Regions from separate parts of the Mus musculus genome. Here all the other regions are linked to region 1. Evidence: chromatin contacts called from public capture Hi-C and promoter capture Hi-C data. All regions are on one chromosome and are shown on one strand. The core of a region is the stretch at or near the end of the contact, and the rest is flanking DNA. Distances in the headings are between cores, read along the strand shown.

Region 1 (3,833 bases), core at 594-3,093:
ATGGGGGGAGGCTCTCCTGGAGGAGTTGGGGAACAAAAGGGAAAGAAGAATGTGATGTAAGTCTATTTACTCAAAATATGTTTTTAGATGGTAACAAATTCAAATAAATTGAAGTTATATATCTTTTCTATCAAAAAATAGAATATATTAAGTTTTATTCTTTTTTTGTTTCCAGAGTCTCCTTATATATAACTCTGGCTGGTTTGGAACTCACCATGAAGATCAGGCTAATACTATCTAGACCAGGCTTGGCCTCAAACTCGTAGAGATCTGCCTGCCTCTCCCTGTGGAGTACTGACATTAGAGGCAAGCACAACCATGGTTTGAAGAGTACATTACTTTTAAAATTTTTCTGAGAAATCCTTGTCAGCTCCCTTGAAATACTGTTAACACCACGGGCTCTCATAAAGTCAACACTGGAAATTTACTAGAACATAAAATTTGAATTAATAAAAACACTGAGCAAGTATTTTCATGATATTAAATATGTTTGACTGATGATTCAGAATGGTGTTTATATAAACTACATTAAAATAATATAACTTCATGTACACGTTGAGGAAAGTATTTTAAGGGGTTAAAGCACAATGCCAGGTCTGTGGTTCCTTGTATTTATTTAGAGTTCACCACAAACAGCGAATGTTAGGTATTTTACAGTTTCAGACTAGTACTGCATAAAGTATTTCAAATGTATAGCTCAATTTCCAAAATCTTTCCTAAAGATGAACGTGACTGAAGAGGCAAACAGATTAACAAGAATGATTAGAGAGAAATAAAATGCAGACAACTACTTGAATTCAATGCTATTTTTCTTCTTAAGCCAGGACTGTAAACATGTACTTTAAAGCCCATAAATTTAGAAAAAAAAAATTTTTAATCCAGAACATTGTGTCCGATGTTTATCTCTGTAGTTTTGATTACTGGAAAGAAATGGAATGAAATTCTCAGTAATGTTAAAATCAATGCAGCAGCGCCGCCCAGTGAATAAACCGGATATAAAGCTACGTTGCCAGAATTCTCCATGTTAAATTGTACTGTATTTTCAGTGTAGCCATGTTCCATCTACTTATATGAAACTATGTTCTATAATATTGGCTCAAGAATATAACAATTAAAATCTTACCTATTTATTAAAAAAATCAAGTAGTAAAGGTACTCAAAGGATATTAAAACACCCGTGAATAGAGAGTTCTGTATATTCTTTGTTACCTGTAATGTCAGTAAGCCACAGAAATGGCTCACCGATGAGATGAACTAGTGGTTTTGCTCATGTTTGGCAAGTGTAGAATCATATTCCAGTACGTTTATGCTTCTAGATTTATTATCCTATATTGAGTCCTCAAAGTGAGTAAATTAAAGATTTAAATTGGACGTCCTTAACAATGTCTATCCATCCATTCGCTGCCCCGCCCTCAAGCTTTCATGGACCTAAGGAGAAATGATGTGTACAAATATCCAGTGAGGTCAAAATTTGACCCCATCAATGCTTATCAAACAGTAAGACTGTTACTACTACTCCTGGATTCTCTATAATGCCTTTGATTAATTTGGGAACAACACATCCTCTATTGCCTGTTACTCTCTGAGCCTAAGAGAAGGGGCTAGAAACCGTCTGTCTGCCTGCTCGCTATCAGGTACGCTGAAGGCAAAGTTCCAGTCTGGGACAACCCGGTAAACACATCCCGGAACTCCTCCCCCTAACTGCTGCGCTTCCTGGTCTGGCGGAATCGCGGTTCCGGCTAGAAACTATAACCCTGAAGAATGATTCCGCTGATCTGGAGCCTGGCTCGCTGCGCAACTCGTCAAGTCCCACCCACCGTGGGTCTTCTGAGCCTTCTCGGCATCCGTCGCGAAGGAAGCGCGCTGTGCGGAAAGGGGCCGGCCTCACAAAAAAAGGCGGCCGGTTTGAAAAATGACAACGGTCAGCGGCTTTCGGTTGGACGCTCGGTTTTTAACTGTTTTTCCGTGAGCTGCTAGGCCTCCAGGTGAGTTTGAGCGGGTGAGCGTTGGAGGGCCGGGTGCAAGGCCAAGGATCGGGGCATCTGGGTTTACTAACTTGTGTGTTGATTTGACAGGCTCATCTATCCCAGGTTGGTCTCGAACCCCTATATTCCTGAGACTAGCCTTTTTTTATTTATTTATTTAACTTTATTTGTAATTCAATTTTTTTACACTTCATATTCCATTCCCCGCCCCTCCCCATCCACCCTCCGACTGATCCACATCCCAAACTCCTCCCCTCCCCACCCTGTCTCCACATGGATGCCCCCACCCCACCTGATCTCTAAACTCCCTGGGGCCTCCACTCTCTTGAGGGTTAGGTGTATCATCTCTGAATGAACACAGACCCGGCAGTCCTCTATGTGTGTTGGGGGCCTCATATCTGCTGGTGTATGCTGTCTGTTTGGTGGTCCAGTGTTTGAGAGATCTCAGGGATCCAGATTAATTGAGATTGCTAGTCCCCTTACAGGATCGTCCTCCTCAGCTTCTTTCAGCCATCCCTAATTCAACAACAGGGATCAGCTGCTTCTGTCCATTGGTTGGGTGCAAATATCTGCATCTGACTCTTTCAGCTGCTTGTTGGGTCTTTCGGAGGGCAGTCATGTTAGATCCCTTTTTGTGAGCGCTTCATAGCCTCAGTAGTAGTGTCAGGCCTTGGGACTGCCCCTTGAGCTGGATCCCACTTTGGGCCTGTCACTGGACCTTCTTTTTCACAGGCTCCTCTCCATTTCCATCCCTGGAATTCTTTCAGAGAGAAACAATTATGGGTCAGAGGTGTGACAGTGGGATGGCAACCCCATCCCTCACTTGATGTCCTGTCTTTCTGCTGGAGGTGGGCTCTATAAGTTCCCTCTCCCTACTGCCGGGCATTTCATCAAAGGTCCCTTCCTATGAGTCCTGGGAGTCTCTCACCTCCCATCTCTCAAGTGCTGACTTTACGGGCATGAGCCACAAGAATGGCGTCAGTGTGACTTGTTTGAATGCTTGCCAATTTTTTATGTATCTCCATTGCGCCACCATCTCTGGATTAAACCAAGAACCATTTATCAAAAGGCGAAAATATCATAATCCAAAAGTCAGGGAGCTGAATGTACCTGGATCTACGTGGGTGTAACACAAAGCCTTCCCCGTATTTTCCAGGAATGCTTTATCTAGTTCCTCAGAATTGGGAGTTGCTTGCTTAAGTTTGCATTGCAAAGCCAGTTGTATATAATGTAAGTTATGTTGTGCTTAGCACTGAAGTGTTACATATAACGGAGAAATGGGAGCTCCTAGAGGTAATTGTCCTATTTGAACTAAAATGTCAGAGAGCTGTTTTACTGTATATAAAGTATATAGTATCTTTATAGTTAGATGGCCTCTTTCTCTGTATACGCAACACACACACACACACACACACACACAGGAGTTGGAACTGAAATTGCACTATTAAAATGAACACAATTTGCTTCTGAGAAGAGAGCATTATTACTTCTAAGTGCAGTTGTGAGCCTCTGGGTAGCTTTACGTTGGGAAATTGATCCTCAGAAATTCTCAGGCAGGTGTAACACAACATTGGACACTTAGGAGAAGACTTGGAAGGCATTAACTTGGACCAGAAAGAGCATGAGATTATTAAAGGCTTTGGCAACTTCAGTGGGAAAGGCTGGGATTTGTGTGGTAGGTAAGCCCTTTGTACGTTTGTAAGGGTTTGATGGTTTATAAGAATTACCCTGACAGTAGTGTATATCACATCAGCAGAGAGGGGTGTGTGATTATGATTTTATACCCACGTTTTCTGTTATTAATCTATCTCTAATCTAGGTGTGGCTTGTTTTTTTTCTCAAGTAACC
Region 2 (3,833 bases), core at 396-2,895, 1.8 Mb after region 1:
AGCAAGGGAGAAATACTTGGCCGCCTTTGTTGACAATTTTCACAACCGTTTAAAGAAGCCCTTGTCCCACAAGAACACTCTTGTCTGTGATGTCCCAAAGGGACGATCCTTCTCCATACCACTACACTAATCTCACTTTCTGCTTTGTAAGCTGGACAGGTCGTTTTGTGTGGTGGGAAGCCAGCAAGAAGGCCTGGGGAGAAAGTGGTCGTTCTCAATTGTAAATTTCTGTTGTCTTGGTCTCAGCACCCCATCCTATGGTTGGGACAAACCATAGGATGGGTCGCGGGTCTCATGGTGCAGAGAACCAAACCCAGTGTGCCTGAGTCCGCACACAGGCTCTAGCCTGCGTCTTCCTTCTTGCTCTGGGGAGAAAATCCTGACAATTTCGAAAGGGAGGTTGAAAGAAGAGGGCATGGGTTTTGTAATTTCGTTTCCTCTGAACTGTTGGGGTGGAGTGGGCGATTTCTCTCTGGACATGGTTTCTATAATCGAAATTTTTTCAGCCCCACTCTATTGGTTCTAAAGTTAGAGAAAGAGGCAAGAGGTTTAAATAAAAGAAAAATCTCTCCTTCAGAAAGAAGCGGGAAGAAACACAGGAAGAAAGAAAATTTAAAAACAAAACAAAACAAAACATTTTTTTCTCCAAACTTGAAAATTCCAAAGGGAGAGTTGAAGAGACACTGGCAAAACAAGCCTGAACTCTGAAAGACCCATGGGTATGACTCTTTGGATCTCTCTATTCTCTGCTCCTTCGAAGTGGCTGGGTTGGGGGTAGAGGGATACCAAGCTTGCGGAACAGGGGTCCGGCTTCAGTTAATTAAAGACCAGGCAAGGGCCCCGCCGTGCAAGCTAATCCCAGCGCAGCGCTGCCCACCAGCCCGGAAAAGCCTCTCGGCCATGCCCAATACTAAAATTGGGGCTGCAGTTGGTGGGGGAAGAGAAGAACCTGGGCGCTCTGGGCCTCGGATCTCTCATGCTAGGACACAGGCCTCTGAGAAACCGGTGGCATTTATGAGCCGTCGATCAGCTCCGTGATTAAAAATCCAGCCCTGGGTATTATTAATCACTTGCCACTCAAATGCCTTGTGAACATGCTCGCCCGCCCCTCAAGGCTTTGGGGAATTCGATGTTGAACTCGTGAAGCCTGGGGAGGCTTGATGGTTGTATTTAGGTAGGGACGACTCAAAAGGACTGATGGACACGGAAAGACAGAGATTGTGGGCACCTCTGTGTGCGCGCGAAGAGGGTGCTAGTCTGGTCGCTTAACCCAGTATCAGAGACCTGACGTACTGAGCTCCCGGCCCCGGCAGAAGGAGGATGCTCTAGGGAGCATGCGGTTGAACACTTACCCAGCAAAGAGGAGAAAGATGCCGAGGTCTCAATCGCACTTTGAAAGTTCTCCTCCATCTTCAGGCCGTCCAACATGTTCGGGGTGAGCCAGGAGGACCTGTAGAGCGGAGGAACGGTTGAGTCTAGCTTCCCGTGCCTGTTGGGACTCCGCACCCTCAGTTGCCACTCTCCTGGGACAGGACAGAAGCAGTGTCCAGGGCGACAAGAATGAGCCTAGAGGGTAGAGTCCAGACAAGGGAAATGTAAGGTGGGAGGAGAGAGAAGAGCCACCGTGAACTGCTCGGACGGCTCTGATTTCACTTGAAGTCAACGCGTTATGTGCTAAGGCCTCCGCCCCCTAACTGCGTTCTCCTAACCCCCACCCCCACCCCTGTCCCCAGGTTTCCCATTCCAAGACCGACTCCGCCCCATCCTATACTAATGTGGCCCCTAGGGATCCCACCACTAGAACTATGGTACTCTGTGTGATGGGGTGGGGGTACGCCTGCTCTCAGAGCCAGGGCCAAGCCGGGACCAACCAGGTCCGATATCCCAGTGGCACCACCACTCACTTTCGACCCTCACCTGTCTTAGAGAGAGGCAGAGTAAGGGACTCGGAGACTGTCCCGCCTGCTTCCGTACTCCTGGCGCAGCGCTCTGCTTGGGGGGTGGGGGGGGGGCGCTCGGGAGTAGGCGTGCGGGGCGCGCGGGGAGGTCCTCCCGCCGGTCGGCCAGTGCCGGGAACGTCTGCAGGAGCAAAGGAGTCGCCTTGGGGAGGAGCCGCGACTGGCCCGGTTCACTCTTGGATGCATTTCAAATCAACTTTCAGAAACACGCCCGCCCGAGCCGGAGCCTAAGGATCCCCGCAGCCTTCCTTACCTGATGGGCGAGCTCGCGCCCAGCGTCCGGAGCAGCGCGAAGTGGCCGGGAGACGCCGGGCAGCTTTGGCGGAGGGAGGAGGCGTCCCCTAGGCTGCAGCCAGAGCAGCCGCCCGGACTCCGGCGCACCCGGGAGAGAGCAGGAGCGAACGCCGGCCCCCGATTCCGCTCCTCGGCGCGCCGGAGTGGGGCCGGGCCGTGGCCTCAAGCCGCCGATCCTCCTCGGGACGTCCCGCCAACACGCGCCGCTCTGCAGCCGGGAAGGGGAAACCAGGCGGCTGCTCCAAGATCGGCGGTGGAACCGGAGGCCCAGGGTCCTGGGTGCAAAGTCCGCCCTGCCTTCTTCGAGGCGGCTCGGGCGGTTTCTGACAGTGGCCGCTGGCTGCGTGCGCGGCCCGGGAAGGGGGTGGGGTGCGCAGGGCGGGGGCCTGGGAGCGCGTCCCGTGGCGGGGCCCGCGGTGCTCTGTTTCCCCGGCTTGGCTGCTCGACCCACCGCGAGGCTACAGCCTGATGCTCCAGTCTGCTGCCCGGACCTCCCGGACGCGCCAAACTTTTCCTTCTCTCCACGTGGAACGGTTGCCCCGGGGGAGCTACACCCCAGACTCGGCAGAGATCCGTGCCACCTAGACTTCACGCGGGCGGGATGGGGATCCGGTTGCTCTCGGATCTGCACCGTAAGTGATGACTAACCTCAGACACCTGGAGGTCGCGGGGATCGCCTAGAGCCCCCAACCCCAATCCTCTCTGCTTTGTGAACTCTGGCACCAGAAGCTCCAAGCTCTTCGGATTTTCATTCACCCACTTGCTCCTGCAACTTACAAATTTGTTTTGGCTTAAAACTCAACTCACCGTTTCTGGCTGAAACTACTTCACTGCTGGGAAATGCAATAATGGGACCCATGGCCAAACCTTGAATCAGGCTCCCTCTATCCTATCCTGCTGGCTGGATGCTAGACTAGAAGTCAGCCAAGGGGACTTTTCTTAGAAAAGAAGATCCTGGGGGCAGTTTTTAATTCCCTGTGATTCATAACATTCTGCAGCGACAGCCCTCCAGCCTCTCTAGAGGCAGGAACAGGGTCTTGCTCCTCTATTCCAAGAAAAGCCTGGGGCCAAGTGACTCAATAAACACATCATTGCGTTGGCTAACATTTTATCGACCATTAATTTTGTGCCAATCTTTATTCCGTAGCCAACTTATCTAATCTTTAAATTTTAAGGTGGGGAAAATTATAGTCTCAGTGTTCGGGTTGCCCTAAGGAAATGGGACACCTGTCCACGTGAAATTCTAGCCTGCTCTCCAGAACACCGTTGGGAGGTCCAATTCCATGGGCTTCTCTAGGGCACCCTCACTTCTACACTGCGAGGAACTCGGTGGCAGTAATCCAGCGCTATAGCATGGTCAGAAGACATACCATGTAAGCAAGTATTCCCTAGTGCCCTTCACCAAGGAAAAGATCTCTTCCTGAACTTATGTCCAACAAGCTCTTCTGTGCTTAGGGACACACACACACACACACACACACACACACCCTGCCCACCCGCAGCATCCTAAGTGTGTTCTATCTGCAAGCACACGCCAAACGCAGAATATGACTTTAGAGGAACAAGGGGAAAGGGCAGAGA
Region 3 (3,833 bases), core at 983-3,482, 1.8 Mb before region 1:
TCTAGGCCAAGAAATAAGTTTTTTACTAAGAGGTAAAAAATGATAGCAGTACATGTACAGATCCAGCAGAAATGTCAGGAAAAGTTATTCCTTTACAGATGCACATAACAAAATTAAAATAATTATGTCACAGCAATTGTAAAACCAATTTCAAACCACTGTTCCCTGACCACATCACTGTGACTGCACGCGCACACACACACACACACACACACACACACACACACACACACACACACACTAAAATAAATAAACACAGATATAAATTTTATTTACCTTAGGAGATCTTTAGTGAAGCATTACAAAGATGTGTTAGCTACATCTAATATCTTTATAAAGAGCTGTGTGGCATGCTAGTAAGATTCAAAACCTCTAGACTTGGTGGTGTGCCTGTAATACCAGTACTTGGGACATGGAGACCTGGGAGTCAGGAATTCAGATACATGAGACCTGTCTCAAAAACCAAAGCAACACTGAGAATGAAAGGAAGAAACTAAGAACATACTATCAAACAACATAGGGGAGAGAGGACAAGAACACTCTATTAGCCAAGCAGGGTACAGAACATCTTTAACCCCAGCACTCCAATTGCAAGGGGCCTTTGGATCCTGTGAGTTCAAGGGCAGCCTGGTCTACACAGAGAATTCTAGGACATCCAGGAGTACACAGACCTTGTCTCAAAAGAAAAACAAATAATCTACCAAACAACACAGGGAAATCATCTGGGATGGAAAAACCCAACATCATTTATTTGTAGCTCAGCCTGTGATGACAGACACTCACCATCAGGTCTGGTTGATGTAATAATGGGGATCCAACTCCATTTCTGTGCATTCTAGGCAAGAATTCTAACACTACACTACGTCCTCAGCCCTTAAAACTATATTTGAGTGTTTGTTTTTTCACCTAGAGGACTGGAGATACAGCTCAAGATTTAAGCGCACTTGCTACTCTTGCAGAGGATCAGTCTTCAGTTCTCAGCACCCACATGGAAGTCATGTCTGTAACTCTGGTTCCAGGGCATCTGTTGCCCTTTACATGCCTCTACTGGCACTGCATGCACATGGTACCTTACATACATGCTGGTAAAACACTCACATGACATACAAATATATAAATTTAAATTGAAGTTGAAGGGGCACACATGCCACGGCATAGGTATGTAAGTCAGAGGACAGCATGTCTTGTTTTTCTTTCTTTCTTTCCTTCTTTCTCTTTTTTTGGGTAGGGGGTTGTTTTGGTTTTGAGGGGTTTTTTGTTTGTTTGTTTTTTGGGATTTTTTTGTTTTTGTTTTTGTTTTGAGACAGGGCTTCTCTGTGTAGCCCTAGCTGTTCTGGAACTCACTCTGTAGACCAGGCTGGCTCTCAAACTCAGAGATCTGCCAGCCCTCTGTCTCCTGAGGGCTGAGATTAAAGATGTGTGACACCACCATCTTGGAATTTGTTCTCTTTGTAGACTCAAACTCACCAAGGTTAAAACTCTAGAGTCCTCTGCCTCCCAAATGCTGGGATCGAAAGTGTGCAATCACAGCAGCTGTGGCATATGGAGTTTGTTCGTTTTAAATTGAGTTGCAGCAATCTTCTGATCTTGACCCCTAAGCTCTGGGATAACACATGTGGGCCACCAAGCTTATTGAGGTTTCTTGGTTTCAAACGAATTTAGAAATTACCCAACCAGCACTTGGGAGACAGAGGCAGGCAGATCTGTGAGTCGGAGGCCAGCCTGGTCTAATAAAAAAACAACAAATTACCAGATGACTTGCCATAGGCTTAGAATAGGCATTCAGTGACTGTTAGTCATTTGGGTGAATTCATCTAAGAAGAAATCGTTTCTATATACTTAATATATAGCACACAAAAGATATTCAGTAACTCTTTGGAAAAAAAAGTTTTATCTTTAGGATGGTTTTAAAACCTAAACAGATTAATTTTGAAGTAAGCAATAGCTCCGGGCCATTTTGTATGTGTTAGAGGCAAGTCTGTGGTATATAGGACCCAATGTCCTTTAAAAAACAAACAAGCTTACATACTTCCTAATTCAGTTGTGTTAATTATTCAGGACAGGGATGGAAAGTAAGGAAGTCACTCTGGAGAACAAAGACGTTAAATTGCGCATCTTAGGAGATAGGACTTTGAAGACAGTCTAGAAAAACCTGAAATTCAAACAACTTTGCTGGTTTGGGAAGGTCTTGAGTTTTTCCCAAGATTGCTTCTGAGCATGAACGGAAGTCGTTCTCTGAGCAGGCTCCGGTGATTTAATGATAGGTGGACAGAGTAGCCCGCCTCCATTCTGTTCTTCCGGACGCTCACACCCGTAGGTCAATTTTATTTCCTTACAATAAATAAATAAAAATCGAATGCATTCAGGGTCCGCTTTAAAGCCATCCAACGCCTCCTCTTCCCACAGTAAAGATGGCGACGCCGTGAGTAAGTGACAAGCAACTGCACTTCCGCAGTTTTCCTGCTCCCTGGTCCAAGATGGCGGACGAGGCCACTCGGCGGGTCGTGTCTGAGATCCCGGTGCTGAAGACCAACGCCGGACCCCGAGATCGGGAATTGTGGGTGCAGCGACTAAAGGAGGAATATCAGTCCCTGATCCGGGTCAGTTTTACTCCTGTGCTTGACCGCGTAGCAGAGGGGTGGCGAGTAACCAGGTGTCCCCGGGAATTGGCTCCGGGTGGAAGCCGCTTCCGGTTTTAAAGTTTAAATTCTAAATTCATATAAATGCGATTGTTTGGGGGGCTGGGGGCGTTACGGGTGGCCGGAGGGAGGATGCAGAAGAGATTCCGGCTAGGAGCACAGTAGGGCTAGACTTTGAAGGAAAAAACAGCAGTATTCCGGGAAGGTGACGTGTCCCTCTCGCACCAGGTGCTTGCTCTGCTGGCTGTGGTAGGGGGTCAAAGTACTTCTTAGCGCCTGAAGAAGTGTCTGTGCATCACTGCTCTTTCATTCTTCATGATGAAATGGATGGAATTAATGTCAGGACTGAAAACCTAAAGTGTTTAGAGGTAGAGAGAGAGATGTTTTTAGTTATAAATTAGCCATCCTTTCAGCTAATTCCTGTTATGGGAAGAGAAAGATTGCCCTCCTTTTGGTGCTTTCTATCTGCTTCAAAACCCAGTAGATCGCTTGCAGTATATGTGGCCTCACTGAGAAACTGGCGAGTGCTTGCGTAGCATGCAAGATGTCCTTGGGTTCCATCTCTGGCACCTCATAAATTGATGAGGCTCATATGTTCTCTGTACCCAGGATGTGGAGCCAGGATTGGAAGCTCGGGTCGTTTTTTAGACTGCATAATGAATTCAAAGCCAGTCTGGACTATAGGAGACCCTGCCTCAAACCACAACAATAAAACATATTATTGTGTTACTAGTATCTATTGAGAGTATATAAAACCGAATAAGAATGGCCCTACTGAGGTTGACAGAAACAGTATTAAACTGTGTTTAAGTGGAGAGACAGAGACATAACTAGGGTATTTTGAGAACATGGGGAGGAAGGAGTAAGGTGTAGCGAGGATTCTGGAATTTTGGTTTCTTTAAAACAGAAGCATAAGAATATGTTTTTGTTTTAATCCCAGGTGTGGGGATGTGGCACAGGTTCAAAGCAGCTGACTATGATTTGCCTTGTTCTCGAGCAGAGGCCTGGTTTTGCCAGCTGCAGATGGTTTCTGGGATTGCATGACAATTGGAATTCTGGGAAATGTTCAGAAAGTATATAAATACTAGAGCTCTGCCAGCATTTGCAGGTTGTTGGTTACTCAGGGCGTTGGCTGTGATTTGTTAGTAGTCTTGTTTAAAGAAACAAGAGGGAACTTAGGTATGCCTCCCCTTC
Region 4 (3,833 bases), core at 840-3,339, 1.7 Mb before region 1:
TCAGTTTCCCAGCAGCTCACTCAGAAATCTAACAAGCCTCAGATTTCCCGTCATGAAGACTGTTCCTGGAAGCCAAAAACTGCAGCAGGCAGGCTCTACCTTAGACTAATCATGGTCTTATTTTAGGGAACTATGTAACTTCCTCTTGTCCCACACTGAAGCTACAGCGGAAGACAAAAAAGAACTACCCAATTAAGCCAAGACTCATCTACAGGGGAAATGATTCCCACCCTAGGGTATGAAGAGCCCATACAACAGGCAGGCCATGGGAAGCTTGTGACCCAAGAGCCTACCTCTGAATTCACAACATCGGCCCACCTTAGAGTCCATTAGTCTAAGGCTCGCTGCATGCCTGCCCAAGACTCCCTACCCCCAAACCTTGTTCTCTTCTTCACCGTCTTTCCTTTCTACTCACCTAAGAAGGGTGATCTTTCTGGACAGTAGGGCAATGCTTGAGCCGGAGGAGCCCCTGCAGCTCCAGGGGCTGCGGGCAGGTGACTGAGGTTACTATAGACATCGTGGGGATGAGAATAGTCGAATGTTGGGCCCGGATCTCGACCAAACAGGGCACTAAGACTTCGGAAGCCCCCTAGTGACAGATACATCATCACTGCCAGTTGGGAGCCCACAAGCAGGGCCAATGTACAGGGTCTCTCCAGCAGCCTCCGCAACATCCTGACTTGAGAGCTAGGTAAGGAGTGAAGGGATTTCTGGAAGCAAACAGGAAGAGAGCAAGCCAGAAGAGACATCAGCAGCAGGTAAGGAGATGAAAGCGAGGCCAGGGAAAGGAAAAAAAAAAAAAAAAAAAAAAAAAAGACAGGCAGGGAACAAAGTCACAGAAAGGAACACTGGTGTGATCGATCAACAATGAATAACAATTAAAAAGAAAGGTAAGCAACTACCAGCAAGTTTCACCCACTTCTCCCAAAGCACTCGCAGCAGCTACTCTGTATCTTTACCCTCAAGAAGGCTTACATCATTCAAGTTCCAAGTACACTTCAGAAGTCCTTTCAGGCTTTCTGAGAGAAGAGACGCACACGTACCTGTGTTCACGCTGCCTTGTTCCGGATCGTGGGGGCTCCAGGAGGTCCCCGGGGAGCAGAGATATGAGGCATTATCTCAAATTGGAACTGTCACAGGGGCCAGAAAAAAAGCATTCCAACAGCCAATCTGGGACCAGCGGGAACCAGAAATGAGCAAGGATAACCAGTCACCTGTACAACAGAGTTCGGGAAGAAACAGCTTTGCCATCATGGGAAGTGAGGGAAAGTGATTGATTGGAAAGTGAAAGTTCCTAGGTTCTCAGGTTACCTGCAGCTGGGTTGTGTCAGGTCCGTAACTAACCCTCTATACTCCAACAAAACGAGCTGGTTTGGGCGTGGGGACAGGGAAATGAATGAAGGCACCAAACAACAGCAACCCCAACTATTAGAGAGGCAAGACATACGTAACGGGACTTTGGAGTGGCCAGAAAACAAAACAAAATAGGGAACAGGTTCTTTCTGTTCTTTAGGTACCGGGGAGCGCCTCCGCAGGTATAGGGTGCTTGGTCACTTGGGAGCCGCAGGCAACAGCTCTGGAGCGTGGCCCGGAGAAGGGTGGGGGTGGCGTCCTCTCCCCTTTCCACCTTTCTCTAGCATTAGTGGGGGTGGGGAGGAGCGTTCCAGGTGAAGGGACCAGAGCGGAAGGGCTGGGACAGGATCGGCCCAAGACCTGGGCCGGCTCACCTGGAAGGGCGTGGTCGGTCAGAGCCTTGCACGCGAAGGGAAGGGGATCAGAACCCCATTCTCCTCGAACACGCCCATTCCACCCCGGTCTCTTGCGCTTGCCCCTACTGTGCAATGTGAAAGCAACCGGCCCGCGTCCACATTTCCATCCGAGACCCTGTCCGTGCTCAATCTGATTTTTCAGCCTTGACTCAGAACTTCTTCTCTTCCCGCCCCCGACCTCCCCAACCTTTCTCCGAGGACTCTCTCTCTCCGTGGTCCCCAGCCCACCATACCTGGTCTGCTCCCCGTCGTCACCGCCACCCGGACAACCGGGCAGGTATCGCTGCAGCCATCTTGGAAGCGGGCGCTGGGGCGGGGCCTGACGTCACGGGGCGGAGCCTTGGGAGATTCAGGCGCAGAGGCCCCTCACCTCCAAGCTTGCCAGTCCTTAGTTGGTGGCCCGCACCGCGGAGGTGCACATGGGTGGTGCAGAGAAGTCTCAGGTCCCGGTGCTTCCTCTCGACTTCGCAGTCTCCTAACGGGGTTCCATCGCTCACCTCAGTTTTAAAAACCCAGCAGCTCAAAGCCCTTGTTTTTCAGTAAAGCTAAGAGACACTTTCTACGTTTCGGACTACCTCACCCAGGGATCAGCTGAGCCCTTACCCCAGTGTGTTAATGGCGTCCCCTGTAGTCTAGTGCTACTTAGTATCAAAGTTGTTCCTCACTAAAGCTACTGTAACACGCATTTTGTATCCCCATGGTATCTCACAGACCTTGAAATGGAAGTTAGCTAACAGTGAAACATACAACGTGGAGGGAAAGGCAGCATAGGCTCCGATGTAAATATGTTTTTCTAGATATTAGACTAAAATAGACCCTACAACGATATATTTAATCCTGTGGCTTACTCCAGCCCCTAGCTTACTGTTTCTTAGAAACAAATATTTATTGCTGAGGAAACAATAAGACCAATTACTTGGGGTGTCTGCCTCAAACAGAGCACCATCTCCTGCGGTGTACACCGGTGGCGCTGGGGCTGGGAGAGTGCGGAGGGGCTACACACAAACAATACAACGCAATGATCATAATGACCCAGAAAGGTCACCTCATTCATATATGTTGCGATCCCGGCAGGCTTTTCAGAAATAGTCATGTCTAATGGGAAACCTGAAAGACTTGTCTGCGGCATATCCCGCTTTAAAAATTGTTCTCATGAAAGTTATTTTACGCTGGGCAGTGATGGCGCACGCCCTTAATCCCAGCACTTGGGAGGCAGAAGCAGGTGGATTTCTGAGTTCGAGACCAGCCTGGTCTACAGAGTGAGTTTCAGGACAGCCAGGGCTACACAGAGAAACCCTGTCTTGAAAAAAAAAAAAAGAAAGAAAAAGAAAGAAAAAAGAAAAGAAATTTATTTTACAACACAGTATAGGTAGGTGACTTGCATTCCAATTCTGTCCTGTCTAGTAAATTATCACATGAAGAGAAAAAAAAAGTTTGTCTCGATGTCCTCCTTTGGTTTTATATTTCTCATCTGTAAATGTGTGTTCTGTAAAGCCAGTTCCTTCAGGAGTTAAACACTATAAACATATGTTCCTTTTTTATATTGCTAAAACTAATTCTTTACCAAACATTAGACACACTGTGCTGAGCCCTCTTCTTAACTAGATCGTATCTTTGGCCCTATCTTGGGCCTGCCTTAACAGTTTTTGCCAGAAAGAATCCTACCAAGCCAAACAAGCAAGTGTTGTACCACCAACCCCTTGATATTTGATCACCACCATCTGCCTGCAGTAAGGATCCTGTCAAGTCAGTTTACCAAGCATCCCTCCTTAAAAGTATCTCATTCTCTGCTCAGATTGTCCTCCCTGATGCTTACTGCCTCTGCCTGCTAATCTAGGCCTAGTCCTGGAAACTTCTAGAATCTATAAACCTAATCTAGGCCTAGAATGTTTTCAGCCTCTGAGACTTACTGCTGAATAAGCTCACCCTTTCCTAGTTCTTTCTGAACTCTGTTGGCTGGTGTAACTTCGTGGTTCTGGCTCAAGCTCTGATTTAAATTGGACTGATTTAAATTGGTTTCTCTTCTCAGCTTCTGACTGTATTCATATACAAGCTCTGCCTGGC
Region 5 (3,833 bases), core at 575-3,074, 1.6 Mb after region 1:
CATGCTGTGCTCTGTTTTGTGGGGTCCCTTTTCCCATTTTTCCCATCCCCCCCTCAGACCAATTCACTGTGCTTTGTTTTTTTAATGTTTAATTTGGTTCCTCATTCAAAAGTTAATCAGCAAAATAAAAATTATGTCCAAAGGAGGCATCTACAGATATACTGAGGAACAAGTTGATGAGGCTATGTTTCAACCTTTTTAACATATTTATTGTCTTTCAACTTAATACACAACTGTCAAGTACTTAGGGCATACCCATATTCACCTTCTGACTTCTTGCAGAGCCCCCACAACCCCCTCCTAATTTTTATCCTCTCTCCCTACCTCTGTACCCATCCCCCCATCTGTGTCTCTGTCTCTTTCTCAACCCACTGAGACCAGTTACTGCTGCCTATATGTGCACGGGTGTGGGGCACCGTCTATTGGAACATGAACCCCCTACCACAGGCCACACTGCTGGAGAAAATTGACCCCCCTTCCAGTATTCGCCAATTGCCTTTAGCGCCTTAACTAGAGATGGGGCCTCCTGAGCCCTTCCTTCTTCATGTTGGGGCATTGACTGTCCTGGTCTCACATCAGATTTGTGGATTTGCACCACAAACTACAGCTTCTGAGAGCTTGTGAGTGCAAAGGCCTTGCTGCTTCCAAAAGACATTATTTTGCAGCAGCCTTTGAAGACTTCTGGCTCTTGACATATTTTGGCCACCTTTTCCACTGTGTTCCCTAAGTCTTGGGGTAGGGGTAACACAGATGCCCCATTGTGGCTGAACACTCCATAGTCTCTTGCTCTTTGCACATTGATCAGTATCTTAGTCAGGGTTTTCATTGCTGTGAACAGACACTGTGACCAAGTCAACTCTTAGACAACATTTAGTTGGGGCTGGCTTACAGGTACTGAGGTTCAGTCCATTATCATCATGGTAGGAAGCATGGCAGCATCCAGGCAAGCATGGTAGAGGAGGAGTTGAGAGTTCTACATCTTGATCCAAAGGCAGACAGGAGAAGACTGACTCCCAGGTAGCTAGGAGGAGGGTCTCAAACCCCACCCCTACAATGACAAACTTTCTCCATCAAAGCCACACCTCCTAACAGTTCCACTCCTTGTGGGCCAAGCATATTCAAACCACCACAGTCAGTACACCTGAACTCACTCCTCCTCACACTGAATTGATATTCCTTCCAATAAGCCTATGTGGGTAATAGGTCTCAGTGTCAAACAACAAACAAACAAACAAACAAACAAACACACAACAAAAAGTTCACACCCACATAGATGCACAGTCTTCTCCAATGCTTCCCATTGGCCCAGACAGCCTTGTCTGCAATCAGTTTGGAAATGGCTGGGTGCAGACTTTACCTGTAGGAGAAAAGCTATTGAGTTTTAATAGGAATAAGGTATGATTCACTTAAGACTTGCCCCTGTCCACCAAACAGGATCACTTGAATGTCCTGCAGTTGAAACACAGGTTGTTGTCGCTCTTCTTGGCCCTTATTCTACACCCATGCCCACCCCTCCAACACACCAGACTCTGCAGTGCGGGCTGCCATGCAATGAATGACCTGGTGTGTGCCTATGTCCACAGCTGGCCAGGAGCTCCTTGAAAGTAACAGCCAGCTGTCTTATTCCTTTTTTGACTATTTATAAATGCACGTCTGCATGGTACACTGTGCCCAAAGTTGGAACACAAAGGATAAGAAACTCTGTTCTTGTGCTCAGATAAACCCAATTTTGTGTCTCAGGAGCTGCTGTCCTAGGGTGCACAGTCCCATTTGTACAAGCTTACTCAGAAAGAGCATGCTCTGCTTCGGTTCTCCTAGCTCCTCCCTCTGCATCTGAGCACGGCCCTCTGTGTCTGCCTTGCTCACGAGCTCCTCCACCCTGCGATGTGTGTAATAATCACTGACTTTGGAAAGTTTGTTCTGCCTTTCCTTTTAACACTACAGTTGCAATGAGAACTTGCCAGAAACCCGGCTTGGAGGGCCAGTGGAGGAAGGGGGATGGCTGGTGTAGGGCCCCCTGCCTGCGAGTGCGTCTCTCTGCAGGTGCCAGGCTCCTGGCATCGCGCAAAGCAAAGCGCTGTCACGACTCGGTGGCCAAGGTGATTAATTAGCGGCGTGGCCGCGCGGGGGCCGCGTGCTGGCCTCCACATCTGCCCCGTGACAGCGGGGGTCAATACACGGTGTCACTCCTTTCTCTCTCACTCCCTCCAAAGCCTAATTGGCTGTGACACGCGGGCCAGCTGTTGAGAGAGGTGGAGCGCGGCGGGGCGTTTCACTGAACCCAGGCAGCTTCAGGTTGAGTTGCCTGCAGAGAGCTTGGGCTGATTCCTGCCAGGGTCCATGCCTTTGTTCCAAGGTTTTGGCCATTGGTATCCTGTTCTTTCTTCCCGGTGTCATCCAGACAGGGCCAGGAGATTGCTGTGGGGGGGGGGGGGAAGGGGGGTTTAAGGTCTGCAAAGGGCGTGGAGCACGGTCATTGTCAAACAACCAGAAATCCTCTTTGAGACATCCACTGAAGTCATTAGGTTCGGAAGGAATACTAGCTTCCCTGTCTGTTCTAGCACTGAAAGATGTAGGGTAAAGGCAGGGGCTGGAAAAGAATGGCAAGAGAGGTAATTTGCAAAAAAAGATGGAGAGAGATGTCAGGCTGGGCAGTATCTGCCCCTCAGAATGGGCTTGACCCCAGGAAAGAGCTAGAAATCCTAACCAAGAGATCTAGGGTTGTCAAAATGCAGTGATGGTGTGTGTGTGTGTGTGTGTGTGTGTGTGTGTGTGTGTGTGTGTGTGTCTAAGAGAGGGTGGGGAGATTTCAACTCGCACAGGGACGGCTCTTCTGTGAGCCTCTCTGTGAAGCTGCTGTAGATTTCCCACTCAAGCTAGGCAGCTAACTCTTTGGTTCATTCTCCTAACTTGTCTGTATGCAAGCTGGTATGTGTGTGCAGGCCAGAAGTTAATTGCAGCTGCTAACCCTCCTTGCATTTTGAGACAGGGTCACTCCCCGGGACCTGGGCTTTACCAATGATGATACAGAGCTATCCAGGCAGTCTCGGGGATCTGACTGCCTCCGGCTCCCCACGCAGCTTTTGCTATTGCGTTCGTCTTTTTGCTTGGGTGCTGGGGACTGAACTCAGGCCTGCATACCTGCTTGAGAAGTGCCTGCTGGCAAGTGCCTTATCCCCCACACCACCACCCCTCGTCCCCCACTCCCATCATACCCTCTCCTCATTCAATAACTCTTACAGGCTCAGGCTGAAGCCACCACCATGGCAGGCAGTGTGTTATAGCATAGGTAAGTGGGATTCACACAAAACACTGAAGCTGAGAACTGGTAGGAAGGATGCATTCCAACCCAGGTGAGAAGTCATGGAGAGAGACCCCCCCAAGAGAATTAAAGGCATGAGAGAGAAGCATCAGTCAGGAGCCACTAACAACGCCCCAGCAAAGGGCAGCACAGGTCATTAAGATTCCTGGGCACTACAGGCATCTTCACACCCCTGCTCAGTCCAGAAGCCAGCCAAGACTGAGCAAAGACGCACCAAGTGAATGCCATGTGCAAGCGAGCGCTCCTTTTTACTATACTGACTAGACCTTGAGGCTGTCTGGAAGGCTAGCCTGGACCTACAGGCAGGAAGGCATAACGAGGAGAGGCCTGAGGGTCCCATCAGCCAGTGGGGTAGTAATAACCTCATTAGGAGGGAGAGACTTTGTGGCGCAGTAACAGCAGTCACCATTGCCAGCAGCCCTGCAGCTGACTGCCCTGTCAGCAGCTTGAGGCGCTATAATTACTTGTGCCATGGAAGCTCCTGCCTTCCACCTCCCTTCTCATTAGCCCC
Region 6 (3,833 bases), core at 604-3,103, 1.4 Mb before region 1:
TAGGAAAGATTCCTGCTATTAATATGCTTTTCCTGTTAATATGCTTTTTCTGTTACTATTAAATATATATAACAATCACTAAGTAGTAGCACACCCTTTTGGAGCAGATCTCTGCAGATCCATGAAGATCTTGTCGTGTTGCTATATAGACAAATAGATAACTTAAGTCTTCATGATGATCCTATAGGAATTCCTAAAATTATATCTGATTATTAAGCTCTTTTATAACAGGACTGCTGTTAGGTCCTTTTCTGATAGTCAAAGCTGCAATGAGAAATCTGTCATTCTCCCAAGTATCACCAGTTAATTGCTCTTAGATGGTAACCAGACCTTCTCCTACTCAGAGCACATTCCAAGAGGTTGTAAAACAATTAACCAAAGGTCATTAAAAGGCAACTAACAATTTATTGTAGGTGCTAGGACAGAAGATAAAATACCAACTGGGCTTATCTATACAAACCTTCACTTTATAACTTATGGATTTAAACCTTCAGTGAACCTGTGGAGCTGAGACAGGTGATCGATGTTTAGCTAGATAATCACTCCTAATGGATATGCATGTAAACATTCTCTGCTGTAAACTTCTATTTCAATTTATGATTTGATTTTTTGTGTGAACTTGTGATGAACTTGTAACATGTGATCATGTATTCTGGAAGACGTATAAGTACCAAGGACAAAGAGACACGAAAGAATCATAGAGAACTAAGATCAATGGAGAGCTAAGATCAATAGAGGAGACTTTTTTGCCTTTCCCCACTTAGACTAGATTCTTTTCCCTTTCCCCACTTAGAGAATTTTTCCCTTTACCCACTCAGGATCTTTCTGCTTTTCCCCTTAGATAGCTTTCATAGGAAACTTTTTACAACTTGGTAATAAACTCTATAATTATTTATCTAAGTGTCTTCTCTTCCTGAGACCGGACTAGCAGGCTGAAAGTTAGAGCCCAGCAGTTCCTGCTGAGATAGACATATCTATCTATCTCTCTTGTGGCTTGAAGAAGAGGTGCTAGTTGCCAGAAACTGTAGTTTCTGGCCTCAGAGGATCACAGAAGGCAGATCAGCTACAACAGCACGGTAACTTAGGCTTAGATAAGTAAACGCTTTATTATACAGCATCCCTAAATATCTCAACAAAGTCCTACCCTCCGCCTAAGCTCTTCCCTCTCTACCCCAAAAGCCTCAAGAAGAACATCCCACTCCAGAGCTGCCCCCATCTCTCCCTCTCCCTCCCTCCCTCACTTCTCTTTCTGCCGCCACCTCCCTCCCATCCCCCAATAAAATTCTTACACGTGGAACTGTTTGGGCCCAGTGTACTGTGTTCAGACTCGAGCCTCTATTTTAACACATCAGTTATCACAGCTAATATCCACATATAAGCTTATACATACCAGATTTGTCTTTCAGGGTCTGGGTTACCTCACTCAGAATGATTTTTTTTTCCCGAGTTTCATCCATTTATCTGCAAATTTTATTTTTTTTTTTTAAAATGGCTGAGTAATACCTTATTGTGTGAATGTACCACATTTTCTTTATTCAGTCTTCTGTTGTACATCTAGGTTGTTTCCAATTTCTGGCTATTATGAGGCATCAATAGGCAACATGGTTGGGCAAATGTCTCAAATGGTAGGAAGAGTGGCTTTGCTGGATCTTGAGATAGATTCCCATTTTCCTGAGGAACCTCCAAGCTGATTTCCATAGTGACTGTACAAGTTTGTGGTCCTACCAGCAACGGATGAATGGAGACTTTATTTTTCTGCCTTGGACTTTAGAAGGTTGGGTGGAAAAGCTGCTCTAAATGGAGCTTATTTAAGCACACAGCCCGAGCACGGCTCACATCACCTTCCCCAGAAGCAGTCATTTTCCCTATTGCCATGGTCCTCCCACGGCGCTGCTGAGCGGCTGGAGCTATTCCGACACAGGAGTCAGTCACTCTAGCCGGTGACTTGGTGGCGGGCAGCGGCTGCCTGGCTTCCTGGCTCTGCCATGTTGGAAGCGCAGGGTTCTAACCATGGCTGCGAGCGCCAGGCTCCGACTGCCAGTCCCGCCAGCTCGGCAGGGCACGCCGTGGAAGTGCGGCCCGGGCTGTATCTGGGTGGGGCAGCGGCAGTGGCGGAACCGGGCCATCTGAGGGAGGCGGGCATCACCGCCGTGCTGACGGTGGACTCTGAACCGGCTTTCCCGGCTGGGGCTGGGTTCGAAGGTCTCCGGAGCCTCTTCGTGCCGGCGCTGGACAAACCCGAGACCGACCTGCTCAGCCACCTGGATCGCTGCGTGGCCTTCATCGGCCAGGCTCGCTCCGAAGGCCGCGCGGTGTTGGTGCACTGGTGAGTGCCACGTGCAGGGGGGCGGTGCCTTGCACCGGGTCTCGCCTCTCTGCAGAGGCGCCCAAAAGTGGAGGTTCCAGGCTGTCAGAGCCAAGACCCTCGTTCCTCATCTTCCCTTGGGGTGTGTGGTTCCAATGAGGGTTCCAAAACCCGCCCTTGGTTAGTGTTTTGTTTGATTTCATCTTGCAGCAACTGTCTGTCTGTCTGTGCATCCATCTATCCGTCCATTCGTCCATCGTTCTATCTGCTTGTCTATATTTTGGGGGTTAGGTTAAAGTTTATCAGATTTGTAAGAGAAGTCAGACACTCAAGCCGGCGAATGTAATACAGGTCAGATGTATTGGGGTGAAAATACGTGATACTTCCTCGCCCTAAAGGCCACTGTGATTAACAAGGGAAAAACATGTGACTTTTTGTTTTTTGAGACTGGGTCTTACTGTATAGATCTGGCAGGCCTGGAACTCGCTATGTAGAGCAGGCTGGCTTCAAAAAGCACAGATGTCCACCTGCTTCTGTCCAGAGGGCTGCACACCTTGAGTGTGAAACCATGCTGGAGGATTTTTAATCAAAGTTATACGTGACGGGCAAGTTTAGAGAAACATTCACGGACCAAAGGAAAACTGTACTGACTGGTTTTGTGAGTCAACTTGATACAGGCTGGAGTTATCACAGAGAAAGGAGCTTCAGTTGGGGAAGTGCCTCCATGAGATCCAGCTGTGGGGCATTTTCTCAATTAGTGATCAAGGTCCCACCCACCTGGGCTGGTAGTCTTGGGTTCTATAAGAAAGCAAGCCAGGGAAAGCAAGCCAGTAAGGAACATCCCTCCATGGCCTCTGCATCAGCTCCTGCTTCCTGACCTGCTTGGGTTCCAGTCCCGACTTCCTTGGTGATGAACAGCAGCATGGAAGTGTAAGCTGAATAAACCCTTTCCTCCCCAACTTGCTTCTTGGTCATGATGTTTGTGCAGGAATAGAAACCCTGACTAAGACAAAAACGGTTCACATTCTTGGAATAATTAAGACTGGACAGTTGTATAGAAAAGTGATTGAGGCTGGGCGGTGGTGGCGCACGCCTTTAATCCCAGCACTGGGGAGGCAGAGGCAGAGGCAGGCGGACTTCTGAGTTCGAGGCCAGCCTGGTCTACAAAGTGAGTTCCAGGACAGCCAGGGCTATACAGAGAAACCCTGCCTCGGAAACAAAAACAAACCAAAAAACCAAAAATGAAATAAAATAAAAAATAAAGAAAGAAAAAAAAAAGAGGTTGGACAAGAGGAGTGTGACATAATGCTTAGCGAATGAGCCAGGAAAGTCAGCCTGACCTGTATTGAGCTGTTTCTTCTGGTGTATAGGCAAAGCCCTTTCTGGAATTATTGTCTTAGGATATATCAGACTAAATAGATCCGAGAATTGATTTGTCTTGCTAGCATGTTAGGCAAACATTCTGTTACTGTGGCGGCATAGCCCTAATCTTAAGAGAATGCCTTTGTGGCGGGTTCTTAGTAAGGTG
Region 7 (3,833 bases), core at 551-3,050, 1.3 Mb before region 1:
CAGCCAGAGAAATGTAAACTATAGTCACACCGATTCATAGTGACAGAAATTGTAAAAGTCTGATCATATCTAGTCTTGGCGTATATGTTGGTGAGGATGTAAACTGCTAATTTAGCAAGTGACCCAGCACACATGTGAAAGGCAGAGTTGCAGAGAATATATCTTATGTACTGGTAAACAATTCAAAGACCCAGATGTCCGTCTCAGGTAAACAAGTATGATGCTATGTATTTAAGGGAATGTAGAAATTAAAACCCCGAGAGAGCTTCAAAGAGTAATGAATGCCTAGTGACAATAATTTGGAGAACATTTCCGTGTTATACATTTATGTGAATTAAAAAAGAAATTCCCCAACACTCAACATATATATTTACAAACAGGTTTAAACATGGTAAAAGTAAATATAAAAAATGGACTAAAGGCTGGGCGGTGGTGGTACACGCCTTTAATCTCAGCACTCGGGAGGCAGAGGCAGGCGGATTTCTGAGGCTACAGAGTTCCAGGACAGCCAGGGCTACACAGAGAAATCCTGTCTCGAAAAAAAAATTTTTTTTTTAAAATTTATATATATATAATTCCAACGACGAAAGGAATGTCATTTGTCGTAGGGGGACTTCAGAATCGCGAGTGTGCGTGTGTTCGTGTATGTATGCATGTATGTGCACGCGCGTGCTGCGTATTGCACATGCATGTGTGTATGTATGTGTGTATGTATGTGTGTGTATGTATATATGTATGTATGTGCGCGCGGGCGGTGCATTGCACGTGTGTATGCGGGTGTGGTCCCAGCCGGACTTCACGAATTCTGACCTGGCTTTCCTCTCACCTTGTTGCATTCCGCAATCGCAATCGGTAGTAACCGCAGCCACGAGGAGCTCGGAGGATTCTGGGAAGCATTTATGTTTGTTTGTAACCATGGGAAAAGTTCCTCTCGGTCCTAGAGGGATCCGTGTTCATTCACCGTCTGGGTTTGAATGCAGTCCCTGGCTACTGAAATCGAGTAAAACCGAAAAGTAAACAACACTAAGTAGGTTCTCGAAACTGTTGTTTCAAATTGCTCACATTTTCCAGTTGGAATCCGTGATGCATGATTCTTCTCTAAAAATATTTAGAATTTTGGATTTTAGTAATAAGAGATTGACAGCTTATTGCGAGTTTTAGAAACTCTTCTTTAGGAGGTAAGTGCGGACATGGAGAATTTATCTTATATATTTTCTTTGTTTAAATTTGTTTGAAGGTGGGTTTTCTACAAGTATTATTTGTGAGAAAGTTTACCTCGGATTCTGTCCCAGTAAAGGAGTGGTTCTAACACATGTCGGAAATTTGTATTTTTCTTTATTTACCGTGTACGTGGAAAATTTTTACAGCGATTGAAAAGCATTTATAAATACAGAATCAGGTTTACTGTCAATTTCTAATTTCGTTCTGAGATGTCTATATCGTAGTATTAAGCACAAAGAACAAGCCACTATGATCAGGAGACTTTTCAGTTTTAGTACTATCAGCGAATTTTAACAAAGCGGTAAAATCTGCGTGCTCTTCGCTCAATTTAAAAAAAAAAAGAGAGAGAGGGAGAGAGAAACAAAAAAGAACAACCACAAAACCCCACAGCGGGACAGAAAGTGCTGAAATCCTCGTAGGGAAATATTTACTCACAAGTCTATTGAGTTTGCTTATCTGCTGACGTCTCCTTAGCTTTGGATCCCAGTTCCCGCGTGCGGTGAGATAGTTTGCCTCCGCCCGGCCACCGTCCGTGTCAGCGTTCAGCTTATTTTGTCCTCCGGCCGCCGCCGTTTCAGGTTACTCACCCATCCGAGTTGTGAGGGAGAGGTGTCTGTTTCGGGGAAGCCGGCTTGTGTTGCCGGCGCCATGGAGTCGCCTTTTAGTCCGGTTCTTCCTCATGGACCAGATGAAGACTGGGGTGAGTGGATCTGCGAATGTACCCGAGCTAGGTCGGGCCGCGTCTGCGGGTTTTTTTCTCCTCCCGATTTCCGCCCGGTGGCGGTGACAGGTGTGGACGACCCGTGTCCGGGGAGCGAGGCCACGGGTTGAGGGTCGTAGAAGAGGCTGGCAGAGCCTCTGGGCTTCTGTCCTGGCCGTAGCAATAATGGAATGATGTTCTAATTGAAATTGCTGTAGTTTTTCAGCGTGTGTTCCTGGTGGAAATTCCAGGTGATCGTGAGGGACCAGAACTTAGTAGGATGATGATTGTAGCTGCCCCAAAGGCTCCAAGCTATTTTCTCAGACTGTGGGCGTGTGGCTGGGGAGCGCTGAGTGTGTGTGTGTGTATGTGTGTGTGTGAGTGTGTGTGTGTGTGTGTGTGTGCGCGCGCGCGCACTGAACGTGTACGAGATATGTTGAGAAAACTTGGTTAAAATACAGAAGAAAATCCTTGGCTCCCAGCTTGAACTGTTGGTTTAAGACATAGATCCAAATTGGCAAAGAAGAAACTCTCCCAAGCACCTGACCTCGTGTCCCTGATTACTAGATCTAACACAAACTGATGTAATCCTGACTGCTGTCCAAACACAGCTCTGAAATCTCTTGTTAAGTCTATTTTTAGTGTTCAGGAAGGATGGACCAGAGAATGACAAGGAACAAGCTTTGGCATCCAAATCCTTAGAGAAAGCTGATAGTCCCTTCTCGATTTCAAGACAGAATGTTAACAGGATTATGTGTGTTAATATGTGAATGGAGTTCTGTAGGTGGCTCAATGGATCCTGTAGTGAGACTACATTGTCCTTCAGTTTTGGGGACACTTTTTTTTCATGGACTAACATTCCACTATAACATGAGTGGGCCCTCAACTAGGAAGTGTTGGAATCCTAGTTTAATTTAACAGTGGCAGATGCTCTCTACAATTACAATCTATAAAAGGTTTATTTTAATCTTTGGGCCGATTTTGACAACTTTCTGGAAAAAAAAAACCTTTAAATGTTCATTCTCCAGTTCATTTCCCCAGCTAAATGCTTTTGTTATAGTAACAGCAGTCACTTGTTTAGGACTTTATTTTGCTAAGCACACTACATGTGTTATTTATGTTATGTTCATAACAGTCCAATGAGGTCCCGCCATCCTATAGATGTTGAAACAGAGGTTGACAGAATCTGTTCTCTGAGTCTTAGACGAGTAAGTGATAAAGTAGGATCAGAACCAGGCTTATCTAACTTTGAAGTCTGTGCCTCTGGTTTTTCTACTCTGTAACACTTGCTCCCCCCCCCCCCCCCAAGCCTAGATTCTTCCTAATGCTAATGTTCTTAACAAGTCTACTTAGATATGTTGGGTAGTTACAATTAGAATTAGTTTTCTCAATCATTTGACCATTATGTTTGTGGCATTTCTTAAAGTATAACTAAAAGGCACTTCCTGATGGTATCGTTTTTGTCCTAGAGTCTGATTCTCAGCTGCATTTTCCTAACTCCTAATCTTGATTCTTCAACAATGCGCAGTTCTTTGTAGTCAGCTGACTGACTCCTTTCTCAGGTATCCTGCCCTGTCTCCTCTTGAATATGTCATTTCCCCAATGTTTTTTAGCCTTCCCTTTTCAGACTGTTAACAGTTGTCTCTTGGTTCAGTACTTTTATTCCCTCAGGTGTTCAGTAGGTAGGATAGATTTTGCAGGCATTAGAGTTGAACACTACTGTCTACTAGGGCTTCTTAATAAAATAATAGGTTCTTTGGTAGTTGCTGTTTTGAATTTTTGGTCAATTTACTGATGTATTTAGTAGTAATTTTAACAGCTGTACTGTTAAATTTTAAAAATTGGCTTTTATAATTGGTATTTCTTATGAAGAACAACTTGTACAATTTGAAGGACGTTATCTCAGCACAGG

Evidence for each region. Promoter capture Hi-C pulls out the DNA fragments that hold promoters and counts their contacts. Capture Hi-C pulls out chosen DNA fragments and counts their contacts.
Region 2: a contact with region 1 is called in a capture Hi-C map of embryonic stem cells, with 4 times the contacts expected there. The contact joins the promoter of Lmx1a here to the promoter of Nuf2 in region 1. A contact is called at or near these places in 3 of 39 promoter capture datasets (embryonic stem cells, hippocampal neurons and liver), 1 of 115 datasets of contacts at active chromatin or transcription factors (astrocytes) and 1 of 9 other capture datasets (embryonic stem cells).
Region 3: a promoter capture Hi-C map of pre-B cells shows a contact between it and region 1, with 4 times the contacts expected there. The contact joins the promoter of Ufc1 here to the promoter of Nuf2 in region 1. A contact is called at or near these places in 3 of 39 promoter capture datasets (cranial neural crest, erythroid cells and pre-B cells), 2 of 484 Hi-C or Micro-C datasets (double positive thymocytes and uterus), 1 of 115 datasets of contacts at active chromatin or transcription factors (astrocytes) and 1 of 9 other capture datasets (liver).
Region 4: a promoter capture Hi-C map of pre-B cells shows a contact between it and region 1, with 2.5 times the contacts expected there. The contact joins the promoter of B4galt3 here to the promoter of Nuf2 in region 1. A contact is called at or near these places in 2 of 39 promoter capture datasets (neutrophils and pre-B cells).
Region 5: a promoter capture Hi-C map of second pharyngeal arch cranial neural crest shows a contact between it and region 1, with 8 times the contacts expected there. The contact joins the enhancer-like site here to the promoter of Nuf2 in region 1. A contact is called at or near these places in 8 of 39 promoter capture datasets (the 3T3-L1 cell line, 3T3-L1-derived adipocytes, cranial neural crest and 4 more) and 2 of 115 datasets of contacts at active chromatin or transcription factors (astrocytes and large pre-B cells).
Region 6: a promoter capture Hi-C map of pre-B cells shows a contact between it and region 1, with 3 times the contacts expected there. The contact joins the promoter of Dusp12 here to the promoter of Nuf2 in region 1. A contact is called at or near these places in 4 of 39 promoter capture datasets (the HPC-7 cell line, cranial neural crest, liver and 1 more).
Region 7: a contact with region 1 is called in a promoter capture Hi-C map of pre-B cells. The contact joins the promoter of Atf6 here to the promoter of Nuf2 in region 1. A contact is called at or near these places in 5 of 39 promoter capture datasets (the C10 cell line, the HPC-7 cell line, HPC-7-derived erythroid cells and 3 more), 1 of 484 Hi-C or Micro-C datasets (forebrain) and 1 of 115 datasets of contacts at active chromatin or transcription factors (large pre-B cells).

Annotation. Positions count from the first base shown.
Region 1 is chr1:169,529,474-169,533,306 of GRCm38.p6, reverse strand. It overlaps Nuf2 (NUF2, NDC80 kinetochore complex component), which reads left to right and starts at 1,843. Exons shown (of 15, transcript NM_001355159.1): 1 at 1,843-1,985. It overlaps Gm34624 (a long non-coding RNA gene), which reads right to left and starts at 1,730. Exons shown (of 3, transcript XR_373698.2): 1 at 1,210-1,730.
Region 2 is chr1:167,687,370-167,691,202 of GRCm38.p6, reverse strand. Lmx1a (LIM homeobox transcription factor 1 alpha) reads right to left here and starts at 1,645. Exons shown (of 8, transcript NM_033652.5): 1 at 1,353-1,645. The coding sequence starts at 1,428.
Region 3 is chr1:171,293,401-171,297,233 of GRCm38.p6, reverse strand. It overlaps Ufc1 (ubiquitin-fold modifier conjugating enzyme 1), which reads left to right and starts at 2,232. Exons shown (of 7, transcript NM_025388.3): 1 at 2,232-2,313; 2 at 2,407-2,600. The coding sequence starts at 2,478.
Region 4 is chr1:171,268,584-171,272,416 of GRCm38.p6, reverse strand. B4galt3 (UDP-Gal:betaGlcNAc beta 1,4-galactosyltransferase, polypeptide 3) reads right to left here and starts at 2,089. Exons shown (of 8, transcript NM_020579.2): 1 at 2,003-2,089; 2 at 1,044-1,214; 3 at 416-710. The coding sequence starts at 674.
Region 5 is chr1:167,928,227-167,932,059 of GRCm38.p6, reverse strand. No RefSeq gene overlaps it. Among named protein-coding and RNA genes, the nearest start is that of Lmx1a, 240 kb to the right of the region's middle. Within about 2 kb of position 1,824, at least 61 of the 459 cell types and tissues checked have an H3K27ac peak or open chromatin away from gene starts, as enhancers often do. A contact at or near this core is called in second pharyngeal arch cranial neural crest, where this site is marked.
Region 6 is chr1:170,883,560-170,887,392 of GRCm38.p6, reverse strand. Dusp12 (dual specificity phosphatase 12) reads left to right here and starts at 1,853. Exons shown (of 6, transcript NM_023173.2): 1 at 1,853-2,326. The coding sequence starts at 1,986.
Region 7 is chr1:170,865,738-170,869,570 of GRCm38.p6, reverse strand. Atf6 (activating transcription factor 6) reads left to right here and starts at 1,800. Exons shown (of 16, transcript NM_001081304.1): 1 at 1,800-1,921. The coding sequence starts at 1,870. It overlaps Gm9929 (a long non-coding RNA gene), which reads right to left and starts at 1,741. Exons shown (of 2, transcript XR_003948181.1): 1 at 1,657-1,741; 2 at 1-990.